Linked DNA regions of Macaca mulatta: all the other regions are linked to region 3. Evidence: chromatin contacts called from public Hi-C data. All regions are on one chromosome and are shown on one strand. Each heading gives the region's core, a stretch centred on a gene start, on an enhancer-like site or on the middle of the called end of the contact. The rest is flanking DNA. Distances are from core to core; before and after follow the strand shown.

The links. Hi-C and Micro-C count contacts between places; a contact is called where the count stands out from the background.
Region 1: a contact with region 3 is called in a Hi-C map of liver, with 4 times the contacts expected there. The contact joins the promoter of LOC106995129 here to the promoter of IRF2BP2 in region 3. A contact is called at or near these places in 5 of 14 Hi-C or Micro-C datasets (blood, fetal cortex germinal zone, fetal cortical plate and 1 more).
Region 2: a contact with region 3 is called in a Hi-C map of fibroblasts, with 3 times the contacts expected there. The contact joins the enhancer-like site here to the promoter of IRF2BP2 in region 3. A contact is called at or near these places in 4 of 14 Hi-C or Micro-C datasets (fetal cortex germinal zone, fetal cortical plate, fibroblasts and 1 more).
Region 4: a contact with region 3 is called in a Hi-C map of liver, with 6 times the contacts expected there. The contact joins the enhancer-like site here to the promoter of IRF2BP2 in region 3. A contact is called at or near these places in 7 of 14 Hi-C or Micro-C datasets (blood, cortical neurons, fetal cortex germinal zone and 3 more).

The regions. Positions count from the first base shown.
Region 1 is chr1:14,103,516-14,106,679 of T2T-MMU8v2.0, forward strand. It overlaps LOC106995129, which reads left to right and starts at 1,787. Exons shown (of 2, transcript XR_013416022.1): 1 at 1,787-2,659.
Region 2 is chr1:14,086,899-14,090,054 of T2T-MMU8v2.0, forward strand. All of the region lies in intron 1 of LOC144340225 (a long non-coding RNA gene), which reads right to left. Among named protein-coding and RNA genes, the nearest start is that of TOMM20, 150 kb to the left of the region's middle. Within about 2 kb of position 1,608, at least 22 of the 40 cell types and tissues checked have an H3K27ac peak or open chromatin away from gene starts, as enhancers often do.
Region 3 is chr1:14,468,438-14,471,697 of T2T-MMU8v2.0, forward strand. It overlaps IRF2BP2 (interferon regulatory factor 2 binding protein 2), which reads left to right and starts at 1,824. Exons shown (of 2, transcript XM_002808266.4): 1 at 1,824-3,260. The coding sequence starts at 2,516. LOC106995060 (a long non-coding RNA gene) reads right to left here and starts at 2,758. Exons shown (of 9, transcript XR_013411791.1): 1 at 2,619-2,758.
Region 4 is chr1:13,992,851-13,996,014 of T2T-MMU8v2.0, forward strand. LOC144340223 (a long non-coding RNA gene) reads left to right here. Exons shown (of 2, transcript XR_013416018.1): 2 at 1-339. Among named protein-coding and RNA genes, the nearest start is that of TOMM20, 57 kb to the left of the region's middle. Within about 2 kb of position 1,476, at least 18 of the 40 cell types and tissues checked have an H3K27ac peak or open chromatin away from gene starts, as enhancers often do. A contact at or near this core is called in fetal cortical plate and liver, where this site is marked.

The DNA.
Region 1 (3,164 bases), core at 537-3,036, 360 kb before region 3:
ATATGCTCTTTTTGTCATAATAAAATTTTGAAATATAAAAATAAAAATTGTCACGATAAAATTTAAAATGGGCCGGGCCTGGTGACTCACGCCTGTAATCCCAGCACTTTGGGAGGCTGAGGCAGGTGGATCACTTGAGGTCAGGAGTTCGAGACCATCCTGGCCAACATGGTGAAACCCTGTCTCTACTGAAAATACAAACATTAGCCACTTGTGGTGGTAGGCGCGTGTAATCCCAGCTACTCGGGAGGCTGAGGCAGGAGAATTGCTTGAAACCAGGAGATGATGGAGGTTGCAGTGAGCTGAGGTTGTGCCACTGCACTCCAGCCTAGACGACAAAGAAAGACCCTGTCTCAAAAAAGAAAAAAAAAAGTTTAAAATGGGCTTTAAAAGTCTGGCTTACAGTCTGGGTGTAGTGTCTCACACCTGTAATCCCATCTCTTTGCGAGGCTGAAGTGGGCAGATTGCTTGAGTACAGGAGTTCGAGACCAGCCTGGGCAACATGGTGAGACCCTGTCTCTTTAAAAAAAAAAAAAAAAGAAAAGGACTTGCTTACAATATCTCTCATACTTGTAATTGTAGTTGGAGGTCATACCTTCAAGAATAACTACAAAAGCTTTTATTTTTTTTTGTAATAAAAAACCAAATCAACAAAAACTATTCTTCCAGACAACCTCTATAAGCATTCCAAACTAAAATTGGTGAGATTCCCTTCAGAATATTTTGTTGTTCCAAATAAAGAAATTCTGTAATATAAAGAGCTTTTTATAGACACAAGTATAAGGTGATGCCTTATGCTTGCCCATCCATCCTATTTTTCTCCATGCTTTGCTGATCTGAGTAGACAAGGTTGGTAATGACCCCAAATGGAACACTTCTCTAAGTGATGGGAGGATCTCATGCGGTGTCCTTCATCAGAAGTACCCATTACCTAGTGCCCTTGTTGGCACTGGAGCTGGAAGGCTCAGGATAGCAGGGAACAGGCAGCGCACAGTTCTGGAAGCAGGCCTGGTGGCAAGGGCCTGGGTATGGAGTGTCAGTGGTGGCAGAAGAGGGGAGAGTACTGTTTTCTTCATTCGTTAATGCCTCTCCCCTGGAGGGAGGGCAAGACCCATGGTCTACACAGCCAAAGTGAGAGGGTGGTTGAGCAATTCTCCAGCAAACTCAGGCAAGGTCAGGCAAGCATATTTAGGCCTAGGAGTCCTGGTTACCACAGCCTAAAGTGATAGGAACAGAAAGTGAAAGGAACAGAAAACCAGTCCGTATTTGTTTTATGTGAATTTTGTAGCAATTGCTTTCCCAAAGGAGGAAAGAAAACGTTATTCTTTTTAAAACACGGTTGAAGAAGAGGATGCTTTTCCTATGGACATGGTAGGCCATTTACCGACGAGTTATTATGATAAAAAATACCTACTGAGCCTGTGTGGGAAGCCTGGAATTCTTTTACTTTACTGTATTTTCCTCTAAGGATATATTGCGTTATTCCACAACAGGCTGGTCACAATCTTTGAGAGATTTACTTCTGAGACTTTTTGGTGTGGCTTCATTCACACTTCACATTTCATAAGAGAGACAATTTTGACTACTTTGAAAGAACCCTCCCTCAAACATAAACATCACAGCATCCTGACTTTAGAGTGTCTATCTCAACATTTCAGTGCTAGAAGGTTTTTTGGAATGCAGACAAATAAGATAAACAAAATCCCAGTGTGCTTAAACTGAGAGCAAGTTCTTTTTTGGAAGATGTGTGTGTGTGTCTGTGTTTTGATGAGCTAAGTGTTGATTGTAACCCAAAAAGAAGGAAAAGTGTGAGATTAGATAAGTGTCTGCTAGATTCATTATTGCCATGTGCATTCTGTGAAATGGGCTTAGAGGTCACTGGTTGTAGCTGCAGGATAAAGTTCAGTTGTTTATTCTCAGTCTGATTGGGCCACCATTGAAAACAGAGTGTGAACTACTGTCCAGAAGCCCTCTGTGAACTTCAGGTCTGCCTTAGGAGGGACGCTTCCAGCGAGCGAGCGCGTGATGAAGTGATGAAGTCTGCAGGCATTGCTTGGGCAACGCCAAGTGGCCACTGGCCAGGGTAGAAGTTAAACCAGGAGATGGCTGTCAAATGCAGTTGTTAGGTTTGGCACATCTTTCTCAAACTGCTGAGCTGAGCAGGAAAGAGAGACGTTTGTTTGTGGATTTATCTCATCTATAAGACACTCTGATAGATGAACTCTGTATCAGTTCTATGTAGAACTCTGCATCAGTTCTATAAGGCACTCTTTAATCTGAATCTTTCTATTTGCTCAAGAGAAAAACAAGTCTGACTTGCATCCCATTGAAGATTTAGATTGGACAGTTTACATCTTTCACCTGCGCCCCCGTAGCGTCCTCTACTGATGCTGTCCTACATTGATTTTTCCAGCAACCTGGGAAGTAACCTCATAGGTGGTTTGGGATGTCTTTTGGCTGTGCTTAAAAATTTCCGACAGATTTGCTGCACATCTTAGGATAAATATGTTTCCTGTGAATTGTGATGATTTCTTACACTACATTTGCAAGCATGTGTATGCATCTGCAGGAAACATAGCCTGGCTCTGTGAAGGAATACTGCTGCGACCGCAAAACTGTTTCTGTGGAATTTTCTCCGGTGTGGTCATCCTGCCTTCAGGTCAGTGAATAGATGGTGTTTGAACAGTGTCTGGCACAGATACTTTAACCTTAAAGCTTAATGTATAACTGGTATTTTTTCCCCTTCTGTGTCAGCAATTGGCAATGGGACACTGTAAATAAGGATTCTGGTTTGTAAATGGACGTCTGTTCCTCCAGGGGAGGGGAAGGCTGGAGTAAGCAGTTTTGAAATTCATGCTGCAAGTGATAAGATAATTTGAGTAACCTGTAAGACCTGTGGATTCACAGGTTTCAAAAACAGGAAAGTCTCTTGTTTGAAAACCCTCTAAAGCAACATGTGGGCTTAGAAAAGAAGCCGGCTTGTGGTTTGGTGATTGTACTTCCTTATTGATATAATGGCCGCTGATGCAAGGCCTCCTGGGATTGCAGCGTGGTGACCGCAGGCCTGACGGTTATCCTGACTGGGTTCTGAAACAGCCCGGGGCTTTCAGCACAGATGAGAAGTCTAAAAATTTCCCTTTTCATTTCCTCTCTTGTGTGACTTT
Region 2 (3,156 bases), core at 358-2,857, 380 kb before region 3:
TCATAAGTATGCTTCATATGTATTGTAGGCAATTTTAAGAAATACAGAAAATGTGAGGAAAGTAAAAATCATCCCCAAATCCCACTCTGCAGAGGTGACCACTGTCAACGATTTGATAAGCCTCCAGGTGTCTCTTCTATGAATATGCATTCACAACAACATTTGTACATAAATGGGCTGCACATATTCTATCAGCTCCTATTTTTCATCTATCAGAATGATCCATGTGAATATCTTCCTATGGCTTTGGATGTAGATTTCCAACACTATGTTTAATGGTTGTGTAGTGTATGATTAAACATATTATAAGTCACTGACTCAATCACATCTAGGTTGTTTCAGCTTTATTTATTTTTTAGATTTATTTGCCACACTGTGATGACTATCTGTGCATTTTTTTCTAGTGGCTCAACTGAGAATAAATTCCTAGTTTTAAAATTAATAAGACAAAGGGTACTCACGAATAATTTTAATGTACAGGGTCAAATTTCTCCTAGAAAATGTATAACACTAAACATCTACCAATAATAAGGAGAGTTCCCGTTTCCACACACTCTGGTCAACACTAGCCGTTGACAATATTTAAAGTTTTGGCCAATCTGATAGGTTAAAACTGATGTTTTATTGTTGTATTGATTTGCCTTTCCTAGATCATTTTACTTTTGAATGGTACTGTTTATGGTTCAATAGAGGCAAAAATAATGACTTCATATGAGCGTATCATTACTACATGAGGAACTAAGACTGGCATGAAGGCAGACGTATGTTATTCAGAGAGCCATGGAGCCAGGTGCCCAGCACCGAAGAGTTTGATGACTATTTGAGGGTAATAATATTTTGTTGATTGATTTATGGACTCACTGGTAACTACTTTCAGGAACTGATTGAATGACATCTAGAAGCCTACATGGCTCTGGTTATAAAGGATGACAGGATGACATTTGCCTGTAACTGCAAGGCCACTTGCAGGCAGAATGCACTTCCTGTGTCTTGTTGATGTCTGTGCAAGATCCACCTGATCTAATCTACCTGACCTCCCTGGCGCAAGGGACCTTCTTGCTTCAGCCCCTCAAGTAGCTGGGACTACAGGCATGCACCACCACGCCCGGCTAATTTTTGTATTTTTAGTAGAGACGGAGTTTCACCATGTTGCCCATGTTGGTCTCGAACTCCTGGACTCAAGCGATCTGTCTGCCTCGGCCTCCCAAGGTGCTGGGATCACAGGCGTGAGCCATGGCGCCTGGCCTCCCTTGGTCTTGAACAGGTCTCCCCATTTCTTTCCCTCCTGGGATAGGAAGATGACAGCTTCACTTCAGCCAGTGTCATCAAGAATTTCTCTCCCTTCGGGATTGGAAGGTGACAGCTTCATTTCAGCCAATGCAACCAAAAGAGCCTTTGGAAAAGTCAGAAGATGCCTAATGCTGCCTGCGACCCAGTGCAAGGGGGAACTGGAAGCCCCCGGGGACGATGGTGTGGAAACTGAGAACATGGGGCGGCAACTCTGCCCTGCTGGCCTCCGTGGTGGACTCTTGCTATGATGACCAGCCAGGGTGGGAGAGGCCCGCTGCAGGGAGCTGCTCCTTCCAGGGCTGGCGCGCAGTGGTTTCCTGCCTTGCTAAATGGCCGTTGCTCGGTGGTGATGATTCATGGCATTTGGAAAGTGTGGCTGTGTTCTGAACAGGGAAGTGAAAAATAACACAGCCAAGGTCAGTGCAGGACAGGATAGGGGCTGTTACAAAATGTGCAGTTTTACTCTGAAAAATGCAGGGGGTGGGGAGCCACAGCCACAGTCAACCCGGTCCTGGCGGTTCACGCCGTGTGCGTGGGGCCCTGCTTGCTCTCCTTTAGAGCATCAACTTTTCCGAGTGTCAGTCACTAATTTGTCCCTTGGAAGCGGCTGCTGGTCTTGGCTGAGTGGCTGTGGGTAGAAGGAAGTGGATCAGTGATTCAGTGAGTGTCTGCTTCCTCTCTGACTCAGGATTGGATCTGTTTCTGAGGGTGGTGCCAGGGGGCACAGTGTGGCTTTAGCTAGATTCTTTGAACTTGGAATCAAACCTGAGGCTCTGACCCCTTGTAGCCACTGGCCCTCCCTTGACCCCTTTGGATGAGTGAGGGGGCTCAGCTGGGCCCTATGACCTTGCTCCACATTGAGTAAGCCCTTCTGACCCGAGGCCTTCCTGTGGTTTCCGCTGAGAGAGGCTAGTGACATAGAGAGCTGAGGCAACTGCTGGATCTGTGCCTGCCTCAAGGGCTCCCACCTTTTTGGGAGTTGCATTTGGGTGAGCAGCATGGTTCTGAGGGGCTCCACCTAGGCAGGTGCTAGACTGATGGAGGAGGTAGTTGAAGGAGGAGGTAGTTTTCTTGTGGTCCATTTGTCCATTTAGCCAGTGATACGATAGGAGAGGGTCAGGTGGGGAGCTGAGACATTCCGAAGTGAAAAGTCAGGATTGGTTTTTTATTCCAGAGCATGGAGTTTTCCAAGGATCTGTCGCTAGTGTGCCGTCTGAACAGCCATCGCTGCTGACACCTAAAACCTGTTCTAAGAAACACTCCAATTATTCAGATAATTGCTTGTGCCTAAGACTGTATAACCCTAAGAGTGGAGTGCAGGCTTGATAAAGAGTTGGAAGCCCTCTGGAAAACTGCTACAGGTGTTCTGTGTTCCGATGCCCTCCATCACCTTGCACAGTGGTCTCTTCTTCCAGCCCATTCTCTCCCATTTCCTCTTTTCTCCCTCCATCTCCTCCCATTTCCTTGGCCAGAGCAGAGGCTCGGCTGGTCTAGTTCCGGTAGGATGGCCGGCATCTGATCACCGCCCCATTCAACAAGGACTTGAGAGCTTCTCGAGAGAGAAATGCAAGTCAAACCAGCCAGGGCTTTTAAAAGGGGGCTTTGTGTGACCCCGGATACCTGCAACTCGGAGCCAACACTGCCATGTGCTCTCTCTTTTCTCACACCTCAACTTCCTCCAAGTGCTGATCTAAATCTCTTTGCTAAGCTTCCTCTCCATGGCAGGTAATGCACATGATGGCAGCTTTTGCTTATTGCACCTCATGACTTCACTGCCAGAAAGGGACAGAGAGAGGACTTCATGGCCTTCACTGGGGCCAGGTGACCATCATTGGCTCAATCACTGCGGCCCGGGAAGAGCTGAAC
Region 3 (3,260 bases), core at 574-3,073:
TGGCACCAGCTACTCCCGGGAAGGATCTGGGCAGGCCCCGTTCTCCCAGCTTGGAGAGGGTGAGGCAGGATTGCAATTGCAGGGCAAGATCCAGGAACAGATTGAGAGACCTTTAAAGCAAGCGCACCTTCTATGGAAATCCCCAAAAGGCATTCAAGGTTAGCCTGTAAAAACATTTAGGTCTGACATTACGTTTTCTGTGCCATTTTCGAACAGGTTTTTTCATGTGTTTTAAGCAGCTCCCTCCACTGTTTCTCTAAGGGTGTTTTTCCTCTTCCTTGTGGTTAATCCTTTGAAGCAACCTGGTATTTTCAATAGCAACGACTAGAGAGAAACGTCAGCAGGATTTTTTTTTTTCTCTCCACCTACCAATCCAGTTGTAGGAAAGATAATATAATTAGTACCCTGTTCTTCCCACACTTAACCAGCTCATTCCAGTCTCAAGGGAGAGTTGTGGGCCTGTGTTCCCAACAAAAGCAGCCCCAGAGGCCGCCCTTAAAGAGCTGAAGTGTAAAAGTCCCAATTGAAGAGCGACTAAGCCTACGTGTATTAGGGAGACTAACGACCAGCCCAAAGTGATTTACCATAACACACACCAGCTCCTCCTCCCGATAAAAGTGCGAAACTCAAGCATTCAATTCAGTCTGGGCTGAGTCTGAGGCTGCCAACGGTGGCAGAGCTGAAGGCCGCGCGGCTGGGCTGGGCTTACCCCAGCCTGGGTGGCATATAGGGCGCAAGTCTGCCCCCATCGGCGGCCCGCCCTGCGCGACGGCGAGCCAGCCAGCCGGTCGCCCCCACGGCCAGCGGGGACCCCGCGGAGGCGAGCAGGACTTCCCCCCACGACTCGCGCCCGCGCCTCCCGCCACCTCGAGTCCAAGTTCGGGCCCGGGGCGGCGCCTGGACGCCCAGACTCGCCGAAGGGGGTGGGGCCTGCGCTGTGACGCGGTCGCGCTGGCCGTACACCCCGGATCCCTGGAATGTGCATTCGTTCCACGAGGCCCTAGTGCCAGCGGCGCCGAGGCACGTCTGCGCGGAGCGTGCGCACACGCGGCGGCGGCCGCCCACGGTCCCGAGTCCACGTCACGCGCCCGCCGCGCAGACCTACATAAGGCGGCCGGGGCAACTGGCGCGGCGAGGCCCTAGCTGAACAGGGCGGGCTGGACGGGGCTAAGAGCAGCACTTGGTGTTCGCGAGCTGCTAATCCGAACCGCGCTCCCTCCCCTCCAGAGGGCTCCGTGGAAAACGCGCGAGCCAGCTGGCGGCGTGTGCACGTGGTGCTGGGCTTGGGAACATCCAGATTCTCCCTAGTTAGTAAAAGGGGCAGGCGGCGGGTATGTCCTTCCCAAGACAAATGCAAATGCAAAGCACCAGTGACGGATTTCATGCTCTTGTGTCCGACATTGAGCTTTCAAGTATAACTCCTAAAAAACCAGAACTGTGAACCACGCTAGACCTAAAATCCCCATTCTCAGGAGACTGACGGAAACCAAGTGACAAAGTGGCCTTGCATAAAAGAAAAAGAAATGGCTTTTAGCACGATTTGGTCCAGAGGCACACCAGGGGAAAACATCCTGAGGGTGGTCGAGACAGCCGGGTGGGGCGTGAAGTGAGGGAAAGTGGAGGAAAAGCACACGACCACTTTGCGCCGTGTTCCGAGGGGACACCAGCGCTGCGCTGCCGCGCTGCCCCGCGAGCGGGCGGGCGCCACAGAGCCGGCTCTCCCGACAGCGCTCCTTCGGCGCGCAGGGGGGAGGGGAGCGCGCGCGCGGGAGGGCGGGCACGCGCCCGAGGGGAGGGGGCCCGCGCAGGCGCTGTGCGAGACTGTCGAAGAATCAAGTCTGTAGAAGTGGAGCGGCCGCGGCGGCAGCAGCAGCAGCGACGGTGGCGGCGGCAGAGCTGAGGCGGGCTGGCCGCTGACGCTGGCGCTGGAGAGCGGCGACGCCAGGAGCTGTGAGAGAGCGGCGGAGCGACCCGGGGCCTGCGCCGCACCCGAGCTCCACGCCGCCCAGCCGCCGCCGCCCCGGCGCGGCATGCCCCGCCGCTCGGGCTGAGCCTGCCCCGGCGGCCGCCCCCCGCCCCCTGCCCCCCCGGCCTCCCCGCCCCCCGCCCCGCACACTGTGCCGGCCGCCGCCGCGACCTGCTGCGCTCCCCCGCGCCCGCGCGGCCCGTCTTCGCCCCGGTCTGGAGGCCCGCCGCGGCTCCAGCCGAGCCCCCGCCGCCGCGCCCGCCGCACCGCCGCACCGCGCCGCCCGCCCGCGCCCGCGCCGGCCGGGGGGAACTGCTGCCGCGGCTGCAGCCCCTCGCCTCGCGCCCGCCGCCCCTCGTGCACCGGGGGCGCTGCGCGGGCGCCGAGCCTTCGCGGGCTTTGCCGCCGCCGCCGCCGCCTTTGCGGCCGCCGCCGCCGCTGGTGGGGGAGACGCGGGGTTGGGGGGGGAGGAGGGCGCGCGTGGTGCCGGTGGGGGGCGGCGGCGGCGCCCCCTCCTCCTCCTCCTCCGGCGCCGCGGGCTCCTCGGACATGGCCGCGGCGGTGGCGGTGGCGGCCGCGTCCCGGCGGCAGTCGTGCTACCTGTGTGATCTGCCCCGCATGCCCTGGGCCATGATCTGGGACTTCACCGAACCTGTGTGCCGCGGCTGCGTCAACTACGAGGGCGCCGACCGCGTCGAGTTCGTCATCGAGACAGCGCGGCAGCTCAAGCGGGCGCACGGCTGCTTCCCGGAGGGTCGCTCCCCGCCCGGCGCCGCGGCCCCGGCCGCCGCCAAGCCGCCGCCGCTCTCGGCCAAGGACATCCTCTTGCAGCAGCAGCAGCAGCTCGGCCACGGCGGCCCCGAGGCGGCCCCGCGCGCGCCGCAGGCCCTGGAGCGCTACCCCCTGGCGGCCGCGGCCGAGCGGCCCCCGCGCCTCGGCTCTGACTTCGGCGGCAGTCGTCCGGCCGCGAGCCTGGCCCAGCCGCCGACGCCGCAGCCGCCGCCCGTGAACGGCATCTTGGTGCCCAACGGCTTCTCCAAGCTAGAGGAGCCTCCCGAGTTGAATCGCCAGAGCCCGAACCCGCGGCGCGGCCACGCGGTGCCGCCCACCCTGGTGCCGCTCATGAACGGCTCGGCCACGCCGCTGCCCACCGCGCTCGGCCTCGGCGGCCGCGCTGCCGCCTCCTTAGCCGCGGTGTCCGGAACCGCGGCCGCCAGCCTGGGCTCCGCGCAGCCCACCGACCTGGGCGCCCACAAGCGGCCGGCATCCGTGTCGAGCAGCGCGGCCGTGGAGC
Region 4 (3,164 bases), core at 226-2,725, 480 kb before region 3:
TCATGGAGTTTTCATTCTAATGGGGAGTGATCGACATAGGCCAACTCACCCTGCAAATAACTTTTGCTTCCAGTGATGCCTCCAGCAATGAAGGAATGGTGCAGATTGCTAAGAAGGGGTACAGCAGGGAAGCTGACTTAGTCTGTGGGAGTGGGTAGAGGGTCCCTGGGATTGCCGCCTCACCTCTCGGGGCCTTACCTGTGAAATAGGCGTACCACCATTTGCTTCACAGGGCGACCACGAGTAACGGGTAAAATAATGCCTGAGAAAAAGCACTTTGATTCATGCTGTCTACGTCATAATTCCTTCCTAATAAAATCTTCAGTGACTAATCTCTCATATCTATGTTTTCTCTTCTCCTTTGAATAGTGTGATTTCATAATTCAACCTTGCCTGGACAAACAGGAAAACCCATTCCGAATTCCAAACTGGCTTTAGAAACATTTTCTTGGAGGGTGATGGGAAGTGGGGTGGGGGTTTGGGAAGGGACGCTCTCCCGGCTCTTTCGTTGCTGTCTGGTTGCCAACTTCAGTTCCCCTGCGGATGGCTTGTGAAGAGCGCGCATCAGGGGACATGCCCTCATCCTCATACTCCGGGTGCCGCCCACCTGAGACCGCTGTGTCCTCTGGCCACAGCTTCTCAATACTCTGTCTACGGGGAAATATTTTAAAGACTCAGGAAGTGAACTCATTTAAAAAAATGTCCTCCCCCTGCTTTTCCAAAACAGTGCAGCCTTCCTGGAAGAAAGCAAACAAAACAAGTGTGGCTGTTTAAAAAACGATTGGAAAAGCCATTCTGAACAGTGTGAGTTTGCACGGCTCTCCTGGGCGGATGTGTCACCCTCGGCTGGGCTTACTCTCTGGCGTCTGCATGGAGAGGAGGCAGGGCTGCCCACGCAGTCTTCTCAGAGGAGGCAGCTGATGGCTGAGTGGGGCCTGGAGACCAGTTCCCCCCAAACAGCCACGGGCACTTCACACTTGCAGACCTCAAACACACAGACAGACGCGGCTGTGAGTCCACATGCGTGTGCGTGAGGCCGCGTCCAGCTGAAATTAGCACAATGATCTAATCGCCGCCAAAGCGCGGACGACTTCTGCTCTGCATGTGGTGACTATTTTGGGTTTCTAGGTGTTCGCATGTGATTTGTGGCATTCGCAGTGTTGTTATTAATAACACCGTTGGCTGTGTGGAGGCTGAGGATGAAGCCTTTTCATTTCAGCCATCTGGTCAGAATGCTTCTCCTTTGATGAGGGAAAAAACCTTTGCTGTGTTTCAACTGGAACACTGCCTCCCAATTAAGGTGACAGCAGATCGCCGAGTCGCCCTGTCTTTGCAGGAAGAGCCAGCCAGGCTCTACGTGCTGCTCTGTCCGGGAGGGAGAACGCCTTTCCTATCGACTGTGGCTTGGTATGCAGTTCAGGCTCTGGCTTGAAGGGACGCTGGGCCAGGAAAGCCAGCATGTGGTGTTTACCGGGTTGGCTGGCTTGGCGCTCAGGTTTTCCACTGTCAGGCAGTGACAGCGCTGCTCCAGACGCTCTCAGGAGACGTTCCCCTGCTTTCATAACAACGAAGGGCTTTTTTGTTTTCTGACTCATCTTCAGAAGATCTCCCCCCACTTCGTTTGAAAGTAAATATAATTAGTAACAGGCAGACATACTGTATATAGCCAGCCCTGCCTATGCGAGAGAGTTATAATTAAACCTGCATGCTGTCTGCTGTGCACTGTCGGCGAAAGGCCTTGCTGAAGTCCCCTGTAGGGAGAGGGTTTATCTTGAAGCAGCAGCCTGGGGTGGGTGCTGCAGAGAGAGAGAGAGGCCTGTCCCACCTTTGAGTCCAATGTCCAGTCCAAAGCTAAGACTGAGCTGTTGACCAAAGGGGAGGTGTGCCCATGGGCCCTCAGCCTGCCTTCGCCTTGGTTCTTCTCCGTTCTCAACCTTGGGCAGCCCTGGGGGACCCTGCGTGGTCAGGGTTGGGGCCGGCCCCTCTTGGGGACAGAGTGATGGTGGCCAAGTATGGTTGTCATCGTAACTAGGTGGCTGCTGCCACTGCTGTCGGCTCAGGAGGCACCTGCCTGCCTGCAGGTTACGATCTGCCCTCCCCAGGCTGGGGAGCCAAGACCACGCCTTTGTTCCCAGCTCCCTGCCCGGGATGCTGGCAGCAAAATCTAAGCCCCGCCCTGCAGGGCAGGAGCTCAGGTAGGTTACCCCAGGTGACCCTCGGCCCTTCTTCCTGGCTAAGGGTAGGTTGGGTGTTTGGAGGCCACTGTCCAGGCCCATAGAGAGCTCAGATTCTGCTGAAACCAGCGGCTCAGGCAGCCCCAGGAACACGCACACACCTTGTGGGCAGATTCTGGGACCGCAGCATGGCCAGCGGGCTTGGTGACACAGGCTTGCAGACACAGGAGAAGCTGCTGTGCCTCCCGCCCCTCCAGGGGGTGCGGCGGTGACCGGATGACTAGTTGGCACAGCACTTTCTTGGCCTGGATCAAATGCAACAGGCGTCATCTGAGCCCCGGGCACCTTTCCCCAAGTTGCTCAAAGTGTTTTCCGAGCAAACAGTTGTTTCATAACACCCGTGAGAAGTAGGTGGGGTGACAAAGCATTCTTTGTCCCTGTCTTGCAGATGGGGGAATTGAAAAGCTGCCGGTCCTGGTGGTGAGGCCAAGAAAGGGAGAAGGTGCTCTCCTGCCCGGGGCTCTGGGCGTGGACTGCCGGGGCCAACTCGTGCCCCGTCACCAACTCCTGTGGAAAGTGGGGCAGCCCCAGCAGAGAAGGAGGCCAAAAGTGGAAGAGGCCCAGGGCTTTTCCCTTAGCACTGGAGGCCTCAGATGCAATGGCAGGAGCTCGGCCGTGGGCCTCACTGTCTGAGGTGTTGAAACTGGCCATTGGCAACTCGAGAGTTGTTGGTGCTCTTTCCTGCTCAGCTTGCTTGAAGTTACTGGACTCTTGGAGGGATCAACAGATGCTTTTTGAGCACACTGTTCTGGCCCAGGAATTGTTCCATTCCAGTGGTAAATGAGGGGGATGTGACCCTGCCTTTATGGTGCTCATAGGAGACAGTCAACACATAAAATTAAGAAGAAATCATTTCAGAGAGTGACATGCTATAAGGACAATAAAAATGCATAAGGGGACAGAGATTGGCTAGAGGGGAGGGTAGGAGAG